2 separate regions of the Ovis aries genome follow, and region 1 is linked to region 2. The links are chromatin contacts, called in public Hi-C maps. All regions are on one chromosome and are shown on one strand. Each heading gives the region's core, a stretch centred on a gene start, on an enhancer-like site or on the middle of the called end of the contact. The rest is flanking DNA. Distances are from core to core; before and after follow the strand shown. Region 1 overlaps COL18A1 (collagen type XVIII alpha 1 chain). Region 2 overlaps ADARB1 (adenosine deaminase RNA specific B1).

Region 1 (6,451 bases), core at 3,325-5,824, 250 kb after region 2:
CGGGCCTGGCGGCCTGGGCAGCTGGGTCCACACCGCACGTGTTGGAGCCCCATCCCTTCTTCTGGGGGTGCTCTGTAAACCTCGCAGATGGGTGTTCTCTGAGCAAGAGCATTTCAGAGGGCATTATCTCCAGTCAGACTGGCAGTGCCGCCCATGCAGTCTGTCATCTCATCGCTGACACTGATTTAACTGTAGGTTGACTTCCTTGGGCTGCGTGAGTGGGGCCCTGCCTGGAGAGGTGACCCCTCAGGGTGAAGCGGGGCCTTCACTCTCCAGCAGGACGCAGCCCAGAAGCAGCCACCTCATCCTGGACCCGTCTAGCCACCTGGAGGGGGATGCCCGCATGACGGGGGGCAGGACATAGGCAGGGCTGTGCCCGATGCCCCTGAAGCAGGATGCCCATGTGATGGGGGGGACAGGGTGTGAGTGGGGCTGTGCCTGGCACCCCTGGAGGGTGGATACCCACATGATGGGGAAAGGGTGTGGGTGGGGCTGTGCCTGGCGCCCAGGGACACAGACCGTCCTCAGAGGAATCCATGTTCACTGTATAACTTCCCACAGACCACATTTCTTGTAGTTTAGAGTTGAGTGAAATTTCCATTTTCAACTTCCATCTGGAACAAGAGGGACTGTTAATTGGGAAGGTTGCCTTTGCTGGATGCAGGCTGGACTGGGGCGGTGGATGCAGCTTGCTGCCAGGCTCAGCCAGGATGCGGCTGTCCCCCAGGGACGCCAGACAGAGAAGGAACGTCCCCTCCCAGGTTTGGGCCGGTCCAGCTGCCCACGTTCTGGAGGTGGGGCTTGTGTCACCTACGCACACGTGCCTTGGGTAGGAGCTCCGGGAGCTGGCTCATGGGGTGCCGCTGCTGTGGGGTTGGCCGCACCGACTGCCCATCCTGCCCTTTTGGCCGACCCCTCCTTTCTCTGCTCCAACCCTCCACAGCCCCGCCAGCCGCAGCCCAGGGCTCTGCTCTCCTGTGGGGCTGCTTTGGAGGCAGCTCTTCCCCAGGAAGGGGAGGAAGGCTGTGGCCTTCAGCCTGACCGAGGCCCCTGCACTCGGCCCTGCATGGCCCTGCCAGCTCCTCCGTGGTCGTTCTCTGGAAGTGGCGGTTTGCTTGCTGGCCGGCGGGGCATGTCTGTCCATGCAGCCAGAAGAAGGTGGCTCAGATGCCCCGCTCGTGGTGGCCCAGGGCTCCTGGGCGGCTTGGGGACAGGGCACCAAGCACAGAAAGCGACAGTCCCCGTGTGGAGCACCACTGGGACATTTTCACTCTGTGTTACAAAGTGTTGGCCACGACTGGTCGGGGAAAGCGGGTCGTGGCTGGTGGTTTGAGAAGCAATGATCTGAAGGTCCTGGAGTGAAACCGCAAACATCAGGCTGTCATTCAGGACACGTTGGTGGTCTCACAGTCAGGGGGCTGAAAAGGCCCCTCAGCCAAGAGCGAGAGATGGAGGGGCGAACCAGAGATGGATGGGCGAACCAGAGATGGGTGGACAAACCAGAGAGGTGTTTGCAGAGCTGGGTCGGGAGGATGCCAGCGCCCCATAACAAAAGGCGCTTGCACCCCCAAACATGAACGTGCTGGGCCGGATGGAGGAAGGGGCCCCTAAACGTGAAGATGCAGTGCCAGGGCCACAGGTGTGGGCCCCTCAGGAGATGCAGAGTGGAGGGAGGTCCAGGGGCCCCTGTGACCAGTGACCACAGGGTGCCTGCCATAGAGTAACACAGAGGTATTTTCTCTGCGTCGTGGAAGTCAGAAGTCTGACATGGTTCTCTCTGGACTGGTGTGGGCAGGGCTGGTCCTTCCAGGGGCCCCTGGGAGAATCCTCTTTCCAGCATCTCCTTTGACTCTCTCTCTGGGCCCCAGTTCAGTCCTTCTCGTGACACCGTCTCTCTGGTTTGTGGCTCTTCCCCACGTAAGGGCCCTTGGGAGCACAGTGGGCCTGTCCGGATAAGCCAGGGTCGTCTCTTTTTTAAAGTCAGCTGACCAGCAGCCTGCATCCGAGTTCCCTACCATGTTACAGGTTTGGGGAGCGGCATGTGTGTGTCTGGTGGGGGTGGGGGTGTGCAACTCTGCCTGCCCCTCCCTCTGGCCTCACATGTCCTCCCACGTGAAGATACTTCACCTCCTGCCTACACCCCACGCAGGGCCGGCAGTGGATCCCGACTTGACCCTCACCGTTACCTAAATTCTGGGGGCTTGTCTCTGAGCCTGTGACCTCATTTTGGGGACGTGCTTCCTGGCAGGCATAAGTTTAGCAGCGTGAGAGCAGCCACAGGGACCCAGTTCTCTGGGCGGGCTGGTGTGCCGGCCGGCCTGGGGAACCCCAACGTTCAGTCACTGAGCGTCGGTCGAGGGGTGATAAGTTAGGGCTGTGGATGGGAGTGGATGCTTTCTGGACCTGTGTCCATCACAACACATGCAACACATTTATTCTTTATAATGATCCCCCAAGGTGAACTTTCTGGGTCCACCACTACTGTCTCCCATCCTTGGGTCCGTGGCTCCCTCTGGCGGCTGGTGCCCCACATGACAGCCCTGTGCTCACAGACCCAGATGTCTTCTATGCACAAGCCTATTTACAGGGCAGGGTGATCTTCCAGCAGTTACTGCCACTTGGGACAGTTCTGGGCTTGTGGGGGAAGCATGGCTCAGGGCTTGGGGGGCAACTCATCTGCACAGAGCCTGTGCAGGGGTGGTTTGAGGGGCGGTCGGTAGGAATGAGTCTGAGAAGGGATTTATGGCTCCAGCTGTGAATTTAGCCAGAAGGAAAAGTTGGAGCCAGGTGGACGAGGTGTCTGGACACCTGCCTTGAGAGCTATGGCCCGACCTGGTCCTTCACTCGCCTGTGTCCCCCCGGCCCTGAAAGGGCAGGAAGCAGGACCCAAACCAGCTGTTTCGTGACTGTTCTAGCATCAACTTAAGTTCTGGCTTGCTGGACTCTGGGGCACTTGACTGCACTCTCCCAGCAGATGCTGTGGGGTCAGGGGCTGTGACATCCCCTTCTGACCTCAGCCTGTGGAGCGGAACTCCAAGTTGGTGGCCTGTGCAAGGCACTGGGTGGGGTCCCCGCTCTGGACTAGGGCTGACCTCTCTCTCCGGGTCCTGTCTGCGTGGAGCCCTCCCTGGCAGGACCTGGAGCCTGATGGGCTCACACACTCTCTGCTTCCCAACCCCATCATCCTGACCCCGGGCTGGCCGACGTCCCCATAGGTGAGGTCGTTCCTGTGACGTGGGTGGGTGATGACTGGAGGCTGCCTCCTGGGAGGGGTGACTATAGCACCTTGAGCTTGGTCAGGTGCTGGGCAGCCTGCATGGACAGCTGTGACCAGATTTGTCCTTGTCCCCTCCTGGCCAAGGGTTAACTAGGTGAAGGTGGGGGCAGGTGGTGCCGACCCCCAGCCTTCCCTCTGCCCTGTGGGTTTCAGCTTTGTGTGGATGGTCGGGACCCAGTGGGCCTGGCCAGGGGCTGCCTCTACCACAGACGCGAGCCCAGCCCCGGGGGCGGGCGGGCAGGTCACAGGCTGCAGCCCTGGCCGCAGGGAAAGCCCTGATTCTGGGTGGGCTTGCTGCCGGCCCCTGCCCTCCCTCACTGCTCCCACCTGTCCTTGGTGACCCTGGGGGTCTCATGGGGCAGCCTTTGAAAATGACCACATACTGTGGGGCCTAAAACAACCAAAATCTCTTCTCTCTGAGCCGGAAGTCTGAGGGCAGGGGTGGCGCTGCCTCTGGGGTTCGGGAGGGCCCTCCTGGCTTATCCAGCTCCCAGGACTCCGGGCGTCCTGGCTGGTGGTCGTCTCTCTCACTCCCGTCCATCTCCACGGGCTGCTCCCTGTGCCGTGTCTCTTGTTGAGGACCCTCCTTGTTGATCTGGGACCCAGTTTGTCTTGAGATCCTTAATTTCACATGCATAACCTCTTCCTAATAAGGTCATGTTCACGGCACACCCTCCAGTGGCAGACAGCTGCTCCGCCACCCCCCACCTCCTGCACTCTGCTTCTCTTCCTCCCCGAGGGCTTGGCTCTGAGAAAGGGGCGAGGGGCTTGCCATCCAGGAGGTGCCTGTGGACATGAAGTTACAAGGGCGGCTGTAGGCACTGGGGTAGGGGGCTCCGGCCTTGACCGGCCGGGCTGCACGTCCCAGAGCGCGGCCTGACCCTGACCGGAGCGGTCACAGATAGGGGCTGACCGAGCTGGCGGCTGCTCCCTGGCGCATCCCCCCGCCGTGGGAACCTGGCCACGAGAGCCTGCCCTCCAGTCGGCCGTGAAAAATCCAGTTAATGAGCAACCGTCAGGCCCTTAAAAACTAATCAGGCAGCTTGCCGCTTTAAGGTCCCTGCTGGTCCTCTGCGTTCTCTCTGCCCCTCACCCCCGCTGTGGCCCCCACCCATGGGAGCCCAGCTCTCAGTTCCAAGGCCTCCTGTCCCCCAGCATGTTCTCATGGGTTCTAGAAGGTCATGGCAAGGAGCTGAGGCTGCCCTGTGCCTGTTGGGGTGGGATGGCGACAAGTCCTTGCTCAGAACTCCCTGCTGTCCCTGTCGCCGAAGGATGGTGCAGCAATGTGACCTTCGGTGGAAATACTAGTCAAATATTAACTTCCTGGGTCAAGGGCCTTTATTTGAAACACTAGACCCCTGGTGCCCTGTCGTGGGTGTCATGGACGTGACCCTGGAACCGCAGACACTGAAGGCATCCACAACTGCCAAAGGACCCAGGTCTCGTGGTGACACTGGCTTGGTTGACCTTAAGACTCCAGGAAAGGGGACCATCCTCCCCACTGGCGCAGGACCTGCTTGTCCCACCCGGGTGGCCGAGCAGCTATCTGATCCTTCCACAGGGGAGGCCAGGTCACTGCACAGGACTTGGTGTCCGAGTGTGGGGGACGCTGCTGGGTTCTCCATCCCCGCCAGGTGCCCTCCCTCTGCCCCACATCCTGTCTGGGCACTCACCCCGTGCACCCCTTGCTGTCCAGTTGGTTCGTGTCCTCTCTGTGGTTGATTCTTCCTGCCCGAGGCTGACACGTCTCCAGCGCCCAGAGCAGGTTGGGCCCATAGGAGGAGCTCAAGGAGTGTTTGTTGAATGAAGGACAATGTCCTCTGAGGTGGAGCACAGGGGCACAGGGACATGGGTACACATTGGGCCCTGAGCCGGAGAGTCCTTGTCCCCTGTCCCCTCTGGGGTCGGCCCACCCCCTTCCCAGGGCTCCTGACGAGATGCAGGATGGCTGTGATGTTGGTCGACGTGCCTTGTGCAGAACGAAGCACAGGCGTGAATTTCAGCCTTGAGCTGGCGGAACTAAGAACTGGCAGCTCTGTGGACCTGCCAGGCACCCAGGCCCAGAGAGGCCCCCCCCCAGGCACAGATGGAACTCATTAAAAGTAGGAACCTGGGTTTTGTGAAAGAGGCTTGTGGTAAGCTTGAAAAACATCATTAGTAGCAAAGACAACCATTGACTGTTTTTTTTTTTTTAAGATTAAATACTCTCTTAAAAATGAGTAAAAGTGCACAGGAATTTATAAAGGAGAGAAATATTTTCATTGACTGTATTCAAAACATCAATCTCAGGAACCATCAAATAAATGCAAATTAAATAGTGTCAGGGTTGTGTGGTTTGACAACTGTGACAGGCTCCCTTCACTCTTTTTTTAAACAGCTCTGCTGAGCCATAATTCACATGTCATAAATTCACTGACTTAAAGGGTATGATTCAGAAGGTTTTAGTTCAAAGATGTTCGTAACTTCAGAACATTTCTATCTTTTCAAAAACAAGCCTTGATTTTGCCACTTAAAACATCATGGATAGACTTGGAGGGCATTATGCCGAGTGAAATACGTCAGACAGAAAAAGACTTATACCACTAAAATACCATTGTATCGTGCGATTACCACATATAGTGAAAGTGTTGGTCGTGTCCGACTGTTTGTGACCCCCTGGACTGTAGCCCGCCAGGCTCCTCTGTCCATAAGATTCTCCAGGCAAGAATACTGGAGTGTCTTGCCATGCCCTTCTCCAGGAGATCTTCCCAGCCCAGGGACTGAACCCTGGTGTCCTGCGTAACAGGCATATGCTTTACCGTCTGAGCCGCGAGGGAAGCATAGCACATATATGTGGAATCTAAAAGATGCAGCCAATGAAAATGACGGAAAAGCAGCAGGATCACAGATTCAGAGAACAAGCCAGTGGTCACCAGTGGGGAGAGGGAAGATTCAGGGAACAAGCCAGTGGCCACCAGTGGGGAGAGGGAAAGGGCCAGATAGGGGCTGGGGTTAAGTTACGCGCTATTAGGTATAAAATAAGCAACATGGGGTTTATAATAACCACGAATGAAGCCTAACCTTTCAGAGTTGTGAATCACTATATTGTACGCCTGGAACTTACAGAATATCGCACATCAACTATATTTCAGTAAAAAAAAAAAAAAGAAACCTTTTAGCTGTCACCCCAGCCCT
Region 2 (6,658 bases), core at 1,354-3,853:
CTGGAGCTGAGGGGAGGGAAGAACTCCATCTTCTCCGCATACCTGGAGCTCACCTGCTGGGAGGACTCTGCCCAGGCTGTCGCCCCCGACCACGGTCCAGCTCCGGCCTCCTCCCCACCCCTCATGGTGGGTGATGGTGCGGACCAGGCACTGGGTTCATGCTCTCCTGGCTGATCTTGCATAACTGGGGGTGCCCCCTTCAACGTCCTGGGCCCCGAACGCTCCTTCTTTCTCAGCTCCAAGGCCTCAGGTAGGGGCTCAGATGGCAGGGAATGTCCCAGTGAAGCTTCTTAGCACCTGCAGCAGTGTTCAGGGAAGATCTCTGTTGCACTCTGGACCCCGTCTGTCATTTATCCAGCAGATATGTGCCTTACACCTGTGGGCAGGCACTAACTGAGGCCCTTGGGACCAGGGTGGCCTCCTGATGCTGCTGGAAGCAGAGGGCAGTCATGGTTGCCACCAGGCAGCGCTGGCTGTGAGGGGGACCTGCAGGCCAGGGGTGGGACCTCTCCCAGGGGGCAGCCTCCCAGCAAGGACCCAGGAGGGGCCCCCATGTGCCTTCTCTGCATATCCCTGGCTGAGGGTGGCTGCAGGCAAAATAGTGCACAGTTAACCTCATGAGTGGGCTTCCCTGGGGGCTCAGACAGTAAAGAATCTGCCTGCAACGCGGGAGACCTGGGTTTGATCCCTGGGTTGGGAAGATTCCCCTGGAGGATGGCATGGCAACCCAGTCCAGTTTTCTTGCCTGGAGAATCCCGTGGACAGAGGAGTCTGGCGGGCTACAGTCCATGGGGTTGCCAAGAGTCAGACACAACTGAGCCCCAAGCCCAGTGCAACCTCAGAAGTACGACTCGGCAAATAAAAATGCAGTTGCCTTTGCGGTGTCCTGTGCCGTTGCATCTGTTGTTCTTGGAGATTAACTGGTGATTTTCTTCTAGCTGTTTTGAGCTCTAGTCAATACTAGACTCAATACTAGATAATAGAATCAGACACTTAAGACTGACGTGTAAAAGAAAAATGAAGAGGTTCATTTATCTTGTTTAGTCGCTAAGTTGTGTCCAAGTCTTTGTGACCTCATGGACTACAGCTCACCAGTTTCCTCTGTCCTCCAGTATCTCCTGGAGTTTAATCAGATTCATGTCCATTGAGTCAGTGATGCCAGCCAACCGTCCCAGCCTCTGTGGCTTGATCATTGTAGATGCAGGAAAATCTGGTGTTCTTCCCTGTGTCCTCATGGAGGGATTTTTAGAAATACTATCATCGCCCTCCTGTGGACGGGTTTGTTACGTAGTTACCACTCTAAAATTTGAAAGGCTGAACCTATGAGACCCCCTGCCCCTCCTGTGCACATGGAGAATTCTAGAAGATTGATGTTTCCTGATCATCTTATTAATGCACGCTTGGCTGTGCCCAGGATGCTGTGGACCGCTGCTGGGTTTGTGGTCCACCTTTTGGACATGAACTGGGACATTCCATGTGGTCTCTCGTCACTCCCTGGAGTTTGTCAGGTGGCAACTGGCAGCATTGCCAAGAGCTCCATGGGCCCCATTCTGGAAGAACCAAGCCCAGAGCTGCTTAGTGGACAGGGTGGGTCTCTTGGTTCCTGGTGGCACTCAGGCCTGTGCAGTGCTGTATAGGCAGGCCCTGGAGGATGGACGTGGCTGGGGGTGGGCAGGAAGCAAGTGATGACGGGGTGTCTGCTGCTGCTGTGACGAGAGTGGGGGCAGAGGCGGGCGACCTCTCCAGGCAGGGGCTGCAGGCTTCATGGAGGTGGGGAGTCCTGAACATTGTATATTTTCTAAGCAGATGGTACAGGGAGGTGGGCATGGAGCAGGGGATTGGGGACAGGAGAGGATCCCAGCAGCCTGGTGGGCCCAAGCGGGCTGCAGCTGTCGGGGTGGGGGCATGGAGGGCACTTTAACTAGCCTTATCATTGGGTCGTGCCTTTTTTGTTCAGTGTTAGCCTCTTCTTCCTGCATTCTTGCATCGTCTGGGGTGGTGGAGCGGGCTGTGAGAAGTGGCTACAGCCCGAGTTTGGACCTTGGCCTCCCTGACACAGCTCTGAGCTTGCGGCTGTTTGCCGGCTTCCCAGCCCGGTCTCCTCGCGAGATATGTCACCACCAGCAGCAAGAGCTGGTGGCACTGTCCTCTGCTGTCCTGATGAGGGAGACCGGGCTTTCCAGTCTTTTCCAACTGATTCATTCTGTGTTTGGAATCCAGTCATTCCTTCTTCTTGAAATCTACATACCTTTTGTTTCAAATTGAACAATGACTTTCTCATATAATTTGTGGGTTTTTTTTCTGGGATTTTTTAAAAAGCTGACTTTATTGAGATATAGTTGACATGCAATAAAAATCACTTTTCTGTGAGCAGTTAATTGTGTGCCGACAGTGTGCACGTAGCACAGCACCGCCGCGTCTCCTTCCTCCCAGAGGCGCCCTCTGGCCCGCTCAGATGTCCCCATCCACCCTCATCGCAGAGTGGCCTTGTCTGTTGGTGGTGTTCTGTGTCATCGCCTGCGACGGACAGAGCGCCAGGACGGAGCAGTGGAGAGGGCCGACCACACTGTCCAGCGTGCCCAGAGCCCCAGGTGGACGCCTTCAGACAGTAGGCGGCGCTGTAGGGTTGTGCTGCGATAACGAGAAAAGCCTGTTTCACAGCCTGAACCCAGATACCAACTTCCTGTGGAAAAGTGCAGGAAAGTTTCAGTTCACTGGCTTTGGTTTAACCGTTTTAAAGGAGCCAGGAGACAATGGCATGGAATACTTATGGCTAGTTTAGTTTACTGAATGACCTGATTTATAAATTTTATCAAATAATTTATGTTTAACTATACTAATAAATCAGAGAAGGCAATGGCAACCCACTCCAGTACTCTTGCCTGGAAAATCCCATGGACGGAGGGGCCTGGAAGGCTGCAGTCCATGGGGTCGCTAGGAGTCGGACATGACTGAGCGACTTCACTTTCACTTTTCACTTTCATGCATTGGAGAAGGAAATGGCAACCCACTCCAGTGTTCTTGCCTGGAGAATCCCAGGGACGGGGGAGCCTGGTGGGCTGCCATCTATGGGGTCTCACAGAGTTGGACACTACTGAAGCAACTTAGCAGCAGCATGCTAATGAATTGAGTCTGTGTTACAGACTTGGAAAGCACAGTTGCATGATTTGTTCTCATCTTTTAAAAAAGTATTGCTTTGCTTATTTATGTGTAACATAATTCTTTAGTTCTACTGTTTTAGCTTAATATTTCACATAGGCAATAATTAAGAAAAAATGCAAAAGAAAAAAAAATCCCAGTCTGTACTCTCAAGTTCTAAATGTGTGGTAACAGATTGCTGATTTTAATAAGACTAACCAAAATTTGTATGTGTGTGTTTGATCTTTAGTGAAGAGTTGTCACTTCCTAAAGTGAAGAAATAATGTGACTGCTTAAGGTTTAAAATTCCTCTTCCATAAACCTGCGTCTTGCAGCCCTACGGCTGTGTTGAAGCCACGCCCACTCTGTTGTCCTGTTCCCACCCTCTCTTGCTCTGCTGAGGCTGACCTTGCAGCAGTGGGCACCAGGGGGAGGGGGAGGGGGGTCGGGGCTGGCCAGGCGGTAGCCGGGGTCCATGGTGTAATCCAGGGCCTCCAAGTCATGGCTCAGATTCTGCCTATGAGATCCCAGGGTGCTAGACTTTGGGGATGAAGGCACATTCCAGCCAGAAGAGATCCCTGTGGGCCAGAGTGAGTAAGGGACCTGTTCCCACACCTCCCTGTGAACGTCCGTCCAAGATGACACTCACGTCTCCTGAGGGCCTCCTGGCAATTTGGGGATACAGATCTGCAGGTAGGGTGAGGCCTGCGGGCTGCCCCACCCTGGAGCTCAGGGTCTCCTAGGCTCCCACCTTTGTAGGTGATCAGCTTGAGGGACCTGAGATGGGTCACCCCCTCTTAGACTGGCTGACACCCTGTCGCTGCCCTCCAGCCCAGCTGCATTGCCTCAGTAACCAGACTGCTTTGGTCTCGACTCCACTGGCGCTCTCTAGTCGCGGATTTCAGTGACAAAGATGTGGGTTTTCGTTGTTGCCTTTTATTGCCGTCTCCTTGCACATGGCATCCATTTGGTGGCAGATTCGGCTCGTCACACCCTGAGATGTTTCCCCTCTTGCAGCCCGTGTGCCTGTTCCTCAGGCTCATGAATTGCATGCCTCAGGTGCCACCTGCGGTCCAGCTTTCACGCCTCTGATATCTTTTCAAGTGGTTTCTTCCCCTTCAGTCTTGCTGAAGTTTTTAGTCAAATCTGGTCACTTTTGTCCTCTGGTACCTTCATTGTGACAGACTTTCTTTTCTTGGGCTCCAGAATCACTGCAGATGGTGACTGCAGCTGTGAAATTAAAGGATACTTGCTCCTTGGAAGAAGAGCTGTGACCAACCTAGGCAGCATATTAAAAAGCAGAGACTTCGCCAGCAAAGGTCCGTCTAGTCAAAGCTCTGGTTTTTCCAGTAGTTATGTATGGATGTAAGAGTTGGACCATAAAGAAAGCTGAGTGCCAAAGAATTGATCCTTTTGTCCTGTGGTGTTGAAGACTGTTGAGAGTTCCTTGGACTGTGTGGAGATCAAACCAATCTATCCTAAAGGAAATCAATCCTGAATATTCTTTGGAAGGACTGATGGTGAAGCTGAAGCTCCAGTACTTTGGCCACTTGATGCGAAGAACTGACTCACTGGAAAAGACCCTGATGCTGGGCAAGACTGAAGGCAGGAGGAGAAGGGGACTACAGAGGATAAGGTGGTTGGATGGTATCACCAACTCAATGGACATGAGTTTGAGCAAGCTCTGGGAGTTGGTGATGGACAGGGAAGCCTGGCATGCTGTAGTCCATGGATCACAAAGAGTCAGACACAGCTGAGCAACTGAACTGAACTGAACCTTCCTTGTACATATATACGTTCACATCAGCTCTTTCATCTACACATACCCAGTTAAAAAACGACAACCTTGGAATCATTTATAAATAGATCAACTAGGCCGGGGTTTTCTACTCTAGATTGAGCAAAGTCACTCTGTCTTCTTTGAAGAACTAGCCAGATTTACTTTGTATTTCAAAAAGTTTATGTTCTAATTTGTTATTAATAATCAGTAATAGCTAAAGCATTTTAAAGTATGCTTCAAAAAGTAATGTTTAAAGAAAAACATACATATGTGTATACCTATGACTTATTCATGTTGATGTTTGAGAGAAAACAACAAAATTCTGTAAAGCAGTTATCCTTCAATTAAAAAATAAATAAATTTTAAAAAATACAATAGAGAAAGAAATACCTATCCAATCATGACTATCAATTGTGTATTCAGTTTAGCTTCAAATTTATGTTCAGACTTGATGGCAGTGTTTATTTCAGACTTTCCTTTCATCTTTAGCTACATGTCTGAGCCCTCCCTGCATAGCCCAGGCCTCTTGGGTTTGAGATGGCCTCTGCTGCGGACACTCATCCATGGGCCGCCATGGCCACTTGTGGATCACCTCTGTCATCCCTGGAACATTTGAGCCATCTGCCTACCACCATCTGTGGCTACTTCCTTGCTATAGGAGACTTTGTTCAGTTGCTCAGTTGTGTCCAACCCTTTGCAACCCCATTAATGGCAGCACGCCAGGCTCTGTCCTCCACTGTCTCCCGGATCTTGAGCACTGTCTTGCTCAAACTCATGTCCACTGAGTCAGTGATGCCATTCAACCATCTCATCTATCACCCCCTTCTCCTGCCACCAATCTTTGCCAATATCAGGGTCTTTTCCAAAGAGTCAACTCTTCCCATCGGGTGGCCAAAGTATTGGAGCTTCAGCTTCAGCATCAGGCCTTCCAGTTAATATTCAGGGTTGATTTCCTTTAGGATTGACTGGTTTGATCTTGCAGTGCAAGGGACTCTCAAGAATTTTCTCTAGCACTACAGTTCAAAAGCATCAATTCTTCAGTGCTCAGCCTTCTTTATGGTCCAGCTCTCACATTCATACATGACTGCTGGAAAAACCGTAGCCTTGACTATGAGGACCTTTGTTGGCCAAGTGATATCTCCGTTTTTAAATACGCTGCGTGTTTGTCATAGCTTTTCTTCCAAGAAGCAAGCATCTTTTAATATGGCTGCAGTCACTGTCTACCGTGATTGGCTATTGGAACTAATTTCAGGGCCTAATTTCAATTCAAGTGTCTCCCCGCCTTTTTTTCAGATTCAACACCTGCTTTACTTATTTGAGCTGTGTAGATTTTTATTTTAATCCAAAGTTCCTTGGTAAAGTCACTGTAATAGAAAATGGAAAAAGCTCACTTGAATCCATGATCTTAACTGAGTGGGGCAATGTTGGAAGTAGACTGACAACTACGCTCACCTTGGTCTGCTTGAAACTGTTCTGTCAGAGAAAGTAGAAACGTGCAATGTTAGAGAAACACGGGCGTGTCGTTTTGACAATACTGTAGAATCTTAATACACTAAAAAAGTAAACCAGTGGCTGTGCTTTTGCTATGTTGGCTGTGTTGCAGAGGTTGAAGCGCTGCGTCTGAGCTGGGCATGTCCTGGGTTCTGAACAGGGTCCTGCTGGTTGCCCAGTTGTGACTGTGGACAGGTCACTTAGCCTCTCCAGCTGGCAGGCTCCTCTGTAAAGCGGTGCTGCTAATGT

The links. A called contact is a pair of places that touch in the nucleus more often than the background predicts.
Region 1: a Hi-C map of liver shows a contact between it and region 2, with 11 times the contacts expected there. The contact joins two enhancer-like sites. A contact is called at or near these places in 9 of 16 Hi-C or Micro-C datasets (blood, hypothalamus, liver and 3 more).

Annotation. Positions count from the first base shown.
Region 1 is chr1:265,955,372-265,961,822 of ARS-UI_Ramb_v3.0, forward strand. The region is part of intron 3 of COL18A1 (collagen type XVIII alpha 1 chain); the gene reads left to right. Among named protein-coding and RNA genes, the nearest start is that of COL18A1, 29 kb to the left of the region's middle. Within about 2 kb of position 4,575, at least 2 of the 54 cell types and tissues checked have an H3K27ac peak or open chromatin away from gene starts, as enhancers often do. A contact at or near this core is called in liver, where this site is marked.
Region 2 is chr1:265,703,813-265,710,470 of ARS-UI_Ramb_v3.0, forward strand. All of the region lies in intron 4 of ADARB1 (adenosine deaminase RNA specific B1), which reads left to right. Among named protein-coding and RNA genes, the nearest start is that of ADARB1, 53 kb to the left of the region's middle. Within about 2 kb of position 2,604, at least 2 of the 54 cell types and tissues checked have an H3K27ac peak or open chromatin away from gene starts, as enhancers often do. A contact at or near this core is called in liver, where this site is marked.